Regions from separate parts of the Mus musculus genome. Here region 2 is linked to region 1. A link is a contact called in public Hi-C data. All regions are on one chromosome and are shown on one strand. The core of a region is the stretch at or near the end of the contact, and the rest is flanking DNA. Distances in the headings are between cores, read along the strand shown.

Evidence for each region. A called contact is a pair of places that touch in the nucleus more often than the background predicts.
Region 2: a contact with region 1 is called in a Hi-C map of liver, with 2.6 times the contacts expected there. The contact joins the enhancer-like site here to the promoter of F12 in region 1. A contact is called at or near these places in 5 of 39 promoter capture datasets (hematopoietic stem and progenitor cells, liver, pre-B cells and 1 more), 3 of 484 Hi-C or Micro-C datasets (the N1E-115 cell line, liver and regulatory T cells) and 1 of 9 other capture datasets (pancreatic islet).

Annotation. Positions count from the first base shown.
Region 1 is chr13:55,424,663-55,428,583 of GRCm38.p6, reverse strand. F12 (coagulation factor XII (Hageman factor)) reads left to right here and starts at 1,780. Exons shown (of 14, transcript NM_021489.3): 1 at 1,780-1,872; 2 at 2,224-2,281. The coding sequence starts at 1,816.
Region 2 is chr13:55,187,725-55,191,967 of GRCm38.p6, reverse strand. No RefSeq gene overlaps it. Among named protein-coding and RNA genes, the nearest start is that of Nsd1, 20 kb to the left of the region's middle. Within about 2 kb of position 1,582, at least 411 of the 459 cell types and tissues checked have an H3K27ac peak or open chromatin away from gene starts, as enhancers often do. A contact at or near this core is called in the N1E-115 cell line, hematopoietic stem and progenitor cells, liver and 4 more, where this site is marked.

The DNA.
Region 1 (3,921 bases), core at 531-3,030:
ATTCAGGAGGCAGACGAAAGCTTATTTCTCAGTTGTAGTCTAGAGATGCCATGCTCTGGCTCTTGAACTAAGAAGGTACCACTGGCAACTCTGGAAGCCCAGGAGGGAGGGAGGGAGGGAGGGAGGAAGGGAGGGAGGGAGGGAGGAAGGGAGGGAGGGAGGGAGGGAGGGAGGGAGGGAGGGAGGGAGGGAGGGTTGGTTCCTACTGAGCAAAATAAATGCTGGGTAGAAAAAGCCACAGTGTCCTGCTCCCCACCTTCTGCCCAGCACTTCAGCTGTAAGACAAGGCAATGCCCTTTGATTTAGCACTTCACTCTGGAAAGAGTACAATTCTGAGATGACAGCGAGATCATCATCCCTGTGTATTTCTGCCTGCTCCCAGTGACCCAAGTTGACCGTGATTGAGGTTATTTTGTAAAATATTTCCTTGAGGCACCGGGAATCAAGGCCATGCATCCTAGGCGAGCATTCTGCCACTGAGTCTCATGCTTCCACCGAGGAGCCACATCCCCAGTCCTTTTGTAAGAGAATTTGCCGATGTAGGTGGCCATGGTGGCACAGGAAATTAGGGAGGCTGAAGCAGGCAGGAGAATCACAATTAAGTCAACCTGAGAAACATAGTGTCTCCAGAGGAAAAGAATTTGCAACTGTGATTAAGGGCCCATATTGAGTCTGGCTACACAGCCCTGACTAACCAGAACTCACTGTGTAGACAGCTGGCTGGCCTCGAACTCATACAGACCTACCTGCCTTTGCATCATGGCAGTAAAATCATGTACCGCCATGGACTCTCACTCTGTGGGAGTATCCTTGATGGGCCTGACCCAATCGGATGAGCCCTGAAAAGGGACCAGAAGTTTCCTGGCAAAGCAGACACAGTGTGAAGCAATTCAATGCAGGGACATTCTCTGCTCCACCCTCTGTTTTATTGCTTTTAATTCTTAAAATTAATTTATTTATTCTATGTACAATGTTTTCCCTCATGCATGCCCATGCACCATGTGCATGCCTGATACCTGCAGAGTCCAGAAGAGGCAATCAGAACCCCTGGAATTGGAGTTATAGACAGCTCTGAGCCCTCCTGTAGGTAGATGGGAATAGAGCCTGGATCCTTTGGATCTAAAGTCCATACCTGCTGAGCGACACCTCCAGCCCTGACACTGGCTTTAAAGTTAGAGGAAGTAGGTGGCCAGAAATGTAGAAATCACACGTAGCCGTGGTCGACAGCTGAGAAGAAGCTGGGACATCTGTCCTGCAGCCACATGGAAGTGAGTTCTGACCAGGACCTGGGGGGGGATCTCACTTTAGAGGCTCCAGAGACTTCAGCTTGAACCTCAGCGTTCTGATGATCTGGGCAGAAACTCTAACTATGCAGCACCAAGTGTTTACCCATGGGTCTGTGCATCCGTAAAAGTAGTTTTGGGGGGCATTGTTTTAGGGTGCTCAGAGTGTGGTAATTGGTCACACAGCAGAAGGAAGCTGCATGAAGGAAGGTCACATAAGCATTCTGTAAGATTCTGAAAGCAGGTTTTGTCCCATCATTCTTACCTTACCCTCAACAGGACCTGGAACACCATCCTAGTAAAGTCAGGAAAATGGAGGGCAGGAACCTAACTCTTCAGTCCGCTACTCCCACCAGTGACTCCCTGCTCAAAACACTTCTACAGCGCTGTTCTGCTGGGTCTCCCATGAAGCCCTTGCTCCTCAGACCCAGGAGCAAGCTTGACCAATCTCTACCTCTGAAGCTTCTGAGACCTTTGCCCGCATCTATTGATCCTCACTCCTGGGCAGGCAGCGGGGCCATCGGCAGACGCCATGACGGCTCTGTTGTTCCTGGGGTCTCTGCTGATGAGTCTGGATCTGACACTTTCGGTGAGGACGGTGGACACTGGGATTGAGCCAGAGTGGCAGTGAGGGGTCCCTGTTCCGGATTTAGCCTCTGCCTGTCACCTGCTAGTTCAGGTGACTGAGAGACTTGTGGTGGGGGTGGGGGTTGGGGGAAGGCACAGCTAGCCCAGAAGATCCAAACAAAGGAGGTAGCAGCCCATGCTGGTGGATGTGAGGACACAGGCTACTTTTGTGGGGGAGTCAATGAGAAGAGAAAGGAAGGCTACACTTTGTGAGGAAATCCTGTACTTTGGCGAGGTGGCAGGAGGTTGAGGCCTATAGGATCAAGGGAAGTCTAACATTGTGGGCAATGTTCCTGCCTTCTCTCTCCTATAGGCTCCACCATGGAAAGACTCCAAGAAATTTAAGGACGCACCTGATGGGCCCACAGTGGGTAAGTGATCTGGCCTCTTTTCCTAATCTACTCTGTGGGGATGGCTGTGCTTTAGCCTGCGTGGTCTCAGGCCTCTGGAGCAAGGAGGGATCCTGAGCCAAGCTGTTCCGTTGACATTTAAACCTGGGTGCCTACAGATTCAGATGTGTGCCCGGAGTGCCAGGCTTGGGCTGTCCTGGATGCCTGTGTTAGAGCCTGGCAGGTACTCTGTAGTGTTGGAGATGATGTCATCTGATGATGTCATCACACCTGCACACCAACAAGTGCTCGCCAGTTTCCCCATCTTCCTCCCTTTCCTTTCAACACTCCTGGAGAATGTCAGACATAACCGGTAGAGTTCAGAGCTTCAGTGGGCGATGGGAGCCAGAACAGAGCTTTAGACTCACCCAAGATCACAGACACCCCAAGTTGTCTCCAAACCCTAACTTTCTCACTTGTGAGTTTACTCTCTGCTTCATTTTTCCCTGTCTGAAAAGTTAGACGGGTTGCTGAGGAGAAAGGGTTCCTCATTGTTGTAGATGCTGCTGCCAGGAAAATGCCCTAACATGTTAGCTCTTAGGCTAGGGCATAGCTCACTGGCAGAGCACTTGCCCAACATGCACGCACACACACCTGGGTTTGGTCTGCAGCACTGTGAGGGGAAAAAATTCCTTTTTTTTTTAATTTTAAAGAAAAAATTCTTTCTTAAGCTGGAGAGATAACTCAGAGGTTAAGAGCACTGGCTGCTCTTCCAGAGGTCCTGAGTTCAATTCCCAACAACCACATGGTGGCTCACAACCATCTATCTGTACTGGGATCTGATGCCTTTTTCTGGTCTGTCTGAAGACAGCAACACATATAGTAAATAATTAATTAATTAAAGAAAGAACAATTCTTTTTTAAAGATTTATTTATTTATTTTATGTATGAGTGTTCTATCTGCATGTACACCTGTATGCCAGAAGAGGGTATCAGATCTCATTACAGATAGCTGTGAGCCACCATGTGGTTGCTGGGAGTTGAACTCAGGACCTCTACAAGAACAGACAGTAGATCTCAAATGCTGAGCCATTTTTCCAGCCCAAGAAAAAAAATCTTAACTTTTAGTAAATTTGACTTAGGTGAAGGGTTCCACCCCCATCCTGCCCCAAACCCTGCTATAGGACTTGTGAGTACAGAACTCTACCACAGTGAGCCTTGTCTGTGGGGTCAAGCTGAGGCTTGTAGTGTGATGTCTCTCACTGAAGCCCAACTCAGTGTGACCCTCCAGGCTTCTGTCCTAACCACTCTAAGCCAATCAGCTGCTGTCCCTTTCAACCTGACCCACCATGGCCCCCTGTCTCCAAGTTCTAGGACCCTTCCCTCTCTCTATCACCCTGTTGCTAAATTGCCACTAAAAGGAGAAAAGAAGAAGAAGAAGAAGAAGAAGAAGAAGAAGAAGAAGAAGAAGAAGAAGAAGAAGAGGAAGAAACAAAACACATTTGTTGAGCACCTACTGAGTCCTGGACTCAATGTCCCAAGCATTGCCACTAAGCCTCACGGTGTTCCCCTGAAGTAGACAGTGATTTCTTTTTCATTTTCTCTTTGAGATTATAATATAATTACATCACTGGGCAGTGGTGGCACATGCCTTTAATCCTAGCACTTGGGAGGCAGAGGCA
Region 2 (4,243 bases), core at 333-2,832, 240 kb after region 1:
GCAGCTCGGGTTACAGGTTTGTGTGACCACCCTGACTGATGCTTATGATAGAGCAGTAACCAGGGGGAGGGTGCAAGAGAGTGAGGGGCGATTCAAGACAGGGTTTCTCTGTGTAGCCCTGGCTGTCCTGGAACTCACTCTGTAGACCAGGCTGGCCTCGAACTCACATTGATCCACCAGCCTCTGCCTCCTGAGTGCTGGGATCAAACTTGAGCACACACACCCAACCCCCACCCTCTAGAACAAGCATTCTTAACCTCTGAGCCTTCACTCCAGTCCCCTGGCTTTTAAAACCCTATATGGCCGGGCATGGTGGCGCATGTATTTAATCCCAGCACTCGGGAGGCAGAATTTCTGAGTTCAAGGCCAGCCTGGTCTACAGAGTGAGTTCCAGAACAGCCAGGCTACACAGTGAAACCCTGTCTCAAAAAACAAAACAAAACAAAACAAAACCCCTATATGAATGTATTTTATGGGTGGATGTGAGTGCGGTGGTTTTGTGGGCAGGCTTGTGTCTTTGTAGAAGTCGGAAGACATGCACAAGTTGATCCTTCTTTCTACTATATGGGAGTGAATTCAGGTCACAGGATTGGCAGCAAGTGCCTTAGTCCACTGAGCCATCTTAGGAGCTCTGGGTAATCCTCTTTCATAGATAGGGAATCTGAGGATCAATCAAACTGAAGATCTGCCCTGGGCCACATGGTGGACAGTTCATTTCAGCTAGATGTGCTGGCTTCCAAGTCTCTAAAATGCTATTTATTTACTTTTTATACTGCTGGCAATCATAACTGGTAGGCTCCTAGCCACACCCTGAGACCTAAAACACTACTTACCAAAAACAAACAAACAAAAAAAAAACAAAAACAAACAAACAAACAAAAAACCCCACCTTTTGATTTCTTTCTATTTTATATTTTTATTATGCGTGTTCGTGCAGGCCAGAGTACTCCCAAGTCTTTCCTCAGGGCCATTCACCTTGGACCTGGGCTCAATGACAGCCAGCACCCCAACTCTGTATTACTGGCCATCACTAAGCTCTTTAGGTGGGTTCTACAGCTAGAACCCAGGACTTTATGCTCTCCCCTTAGCAGCTGAACTAGTCCCCACCCCCACACACCCCAAAAATATAAAATACTACCTTTTCTCCCTCTCTTTTTCCTCCCTCCTTATCCCCGCTTCCGTCTCTTTTTAAAGAGTCTCCATCCTGTGTAATCAATGCTGGTGCTGAGCTGTCTCCACACTGTCTGGTCAATGCTGGTCTTGAGTTCACGATCCTTTCAATGGTGTTACAGGCCTGAGGTACCGCAATACAGTTTAAGACACTCACAGCCTTGGATCCGTGAAGAGGTGGGATCATAACTGACAACCACGTAAGACTCAGCAAAAGGACACAGTGTCCTGGCACCAGGTTTGGGGACGCTTCTTCCAGTCAGCGGGACAGGACCGGGGGAGGCTAAGCCTCAGCTCCCCGGCAGGGCGTCCTGCAAACCCGCGATAAAGCTGCAGACAACACCACGCGGCCGCAGCGGCCACACGTGGGACTGCATTCGGGGGAGGGTGGCTAAGACTCGTCTTTGTCACATGGCTGCCACAGGCCAATCGGCGGCCACCCCAGCCAAGGCCATGACGTTGGTGCGGGATGAAGAGCCTTGGGAAAAAGGTGAGCTTTGCAAACTGGGCGGAGTCGGGAAGAGACTGCCAATTCTTGTCCAGACCAGTTCGCCCCGGATCCGGCTGTCGCTGTGCCCATCAATCTATCTGGATTTGCCACTCCCTGATAGCAACGCTCCGAGTGGAGGATCCTGGGCTCCTCCTGTCCGACCTCGTGCTTCCTTGAGTTTTTGTGCCTCTTGCTCCGCTAGAGTACCAACTCTTACTCCTCTTTCTTTTCTCCCGCAATCTCCACCCCACCCTTTTTTTTTTTAAACCGGCTCCAGGCCCAGCCTCTTTTCCTGTCTCCTGCCCTTCCCTCAAGGCGGCCTTTGTCCCCGCTGTAATCTGGCTCCAGATCTCTGATAGTGCTACTGTGGTGAATCTGCTGGCCTTTGTGAACCTTTGTTTCACTTCCAGCCACACTGACTATAAAAACTGTGGGGTTTCCAGAGCTTCCTGGCTTCTTCTGATCCCTTCTTAGGTGATGTTTCCATGAAATTGGCCTGCCTTCACTTTCCCCACCGTGACCTCCCTTCGACACTTCTGTGCTCTCCCAGACAGCCAGACGCAGCGTGTCCTTTTCCTGGGGGTGGGGGTGGGGTCCTCATCTACTTTTGCTCCTCCTAAACCACGGAGGAGCAACGCCTGAGCTCACTCTATCCCAGATTTGCCTGAATGTATGTTTCACGGCTACAGGTTCAATGTAAGCCATACATTTAGTAAGTAAGTATTGGGGACTGGGTGTGTAGTTCAGCTCTGTAGCGCTCATCTAGCATGCTCTGGGTCCTGGGAGCCATCCTCAGTTAAAGCTGTGTTCCTGTTTCATATATCTAAATACATATTTACGGGGCATGTTAGTTGCTTGAATATTTTGGCCTCTTGTAAAAAGCACAGTGAGTGTAGTAAATACATGATAAAGAATCCTTTGGGGTTGGGGGGTGCTGGTGTGATGGCTCAGCAGGTAAGAGCACTCACTGACTGCTCTTCCAGAGGTTCTGAGTTCAAATCCCAGCAACCACATGGTGGCTCACAACCATCTGTAATGGGATCTGACGCCCTCTTCTGGTGTGCCTGTGAAAGACCCTCGAGGGAAGACCCTCACTCAGACACTCAAGTCCCGGGACAGCCGCGTACCCAAGAAGACACTGAGACCATACATAAAATGTAGAAGGCAAGATTTAATAAGGCAGCAACATGAAAGCACACAGACCAGAGCTCTGGGGTCGAAATAAAGCAGCAACATGGAAGCACACAGAGCTCTGGGGTCGAAACTCATACACCTTAGCACAGGGTAGAGGAGTCTCGACGGTCAGCCAGAATTTTTCACAGGCTTATATAGTAAAACTCAAAGGGGGAGAACTGGGCAGGGAAAGTACAAGTTTACATCACTAGGGAGTTCTGCCAAAGGACAAGGGGTTCTGTCAGAGGAATCTACGTAACTAAGGAGTCATGTCCTATCAAGGAATCTACGTAACTAAGGAGTCATGTCCTATCATTTGGCAATGTACCCGGTTCATTTTGAGGTTGTTCCAGGAGGCCTTTATCTCAAAAATGTTTTTCAGATGGGAGGGGGTGGGCTCCGAGGTAAAAAGTTCATGTTTTCACAAGAGGCCAGTAATTTTCTATTCTTCATTCCCCACTTCTTCTTGTAAGTAATTCTAATCTTAGAATTTCAGAAGTCTATATCTCTATGTGGAGAATACTGCATTTACTCTATCTTTAACATGGGAACAGAAACAGAATAAGGCAGATTAGTAAACAGAACTAGGCAGGGACCCTTTTAGTGAGGCTTGAGGGTCTCAGCATGACGCAGGTGTACGTAGATCAGATCTCTGGCTGGAACTGGTAAGCTGTCCTTGGGGTACCTGGCTCGTTCACTGTAGCCAGTTGTGACCAGACTTCTTTCTGCACCACCTGCAAGCCTTTTAACTTAACATATAGATCATTATTATAAACACATCATTTAAGACAGTGATGGGCACAGGAGCCCCATAAAGGATCTCAAAAAGAGTAAAACAAAACTGAATCAAGAGGGAGTATTTTCAGTTTTAAATAGGGCAAGGGGAAGGGGCACCAAGTAAGTCTGTGCCAGTCTCTAGGATTAATTTTGTCAAGGTCTCTTTAGAGTTTTATTTATTATTTCTATCTGTCCTGAGTTCTGAGGTCTGTACACATAATACAATTTTCATTTGACCTCTAAATACTTGGCCACACCCTGACTTACCTGGGCAACAAAGGCAGGACCATTATCTGACACTATTGCTTTTGGCACTCCGAACCTTGGAAAATTTTTAATAATCTTCTTGATGACTATCTGAGTAGTCTCAGTTTTATAAGGAAAAGCTTTTATCTATCTTGAGAATGTTCACAAAAACCAGAAGGTATTCATACACATATTTTTTCAGTAAAGTCTATTTTTCAGTAGATGTCTTCTCATGAGAGGACTAGTTTTCTTTCTTCAGTTTTTACTATTTTATACAGGGTTTCTTTTACCAGTCTTAATTTGTCTATAACTTGATAGTCTTCAGACTGTCAGGATCATTGCTCTTTAGGATGCCTGGGCGGTTAGATTTGCCATCTGATTTCTTTT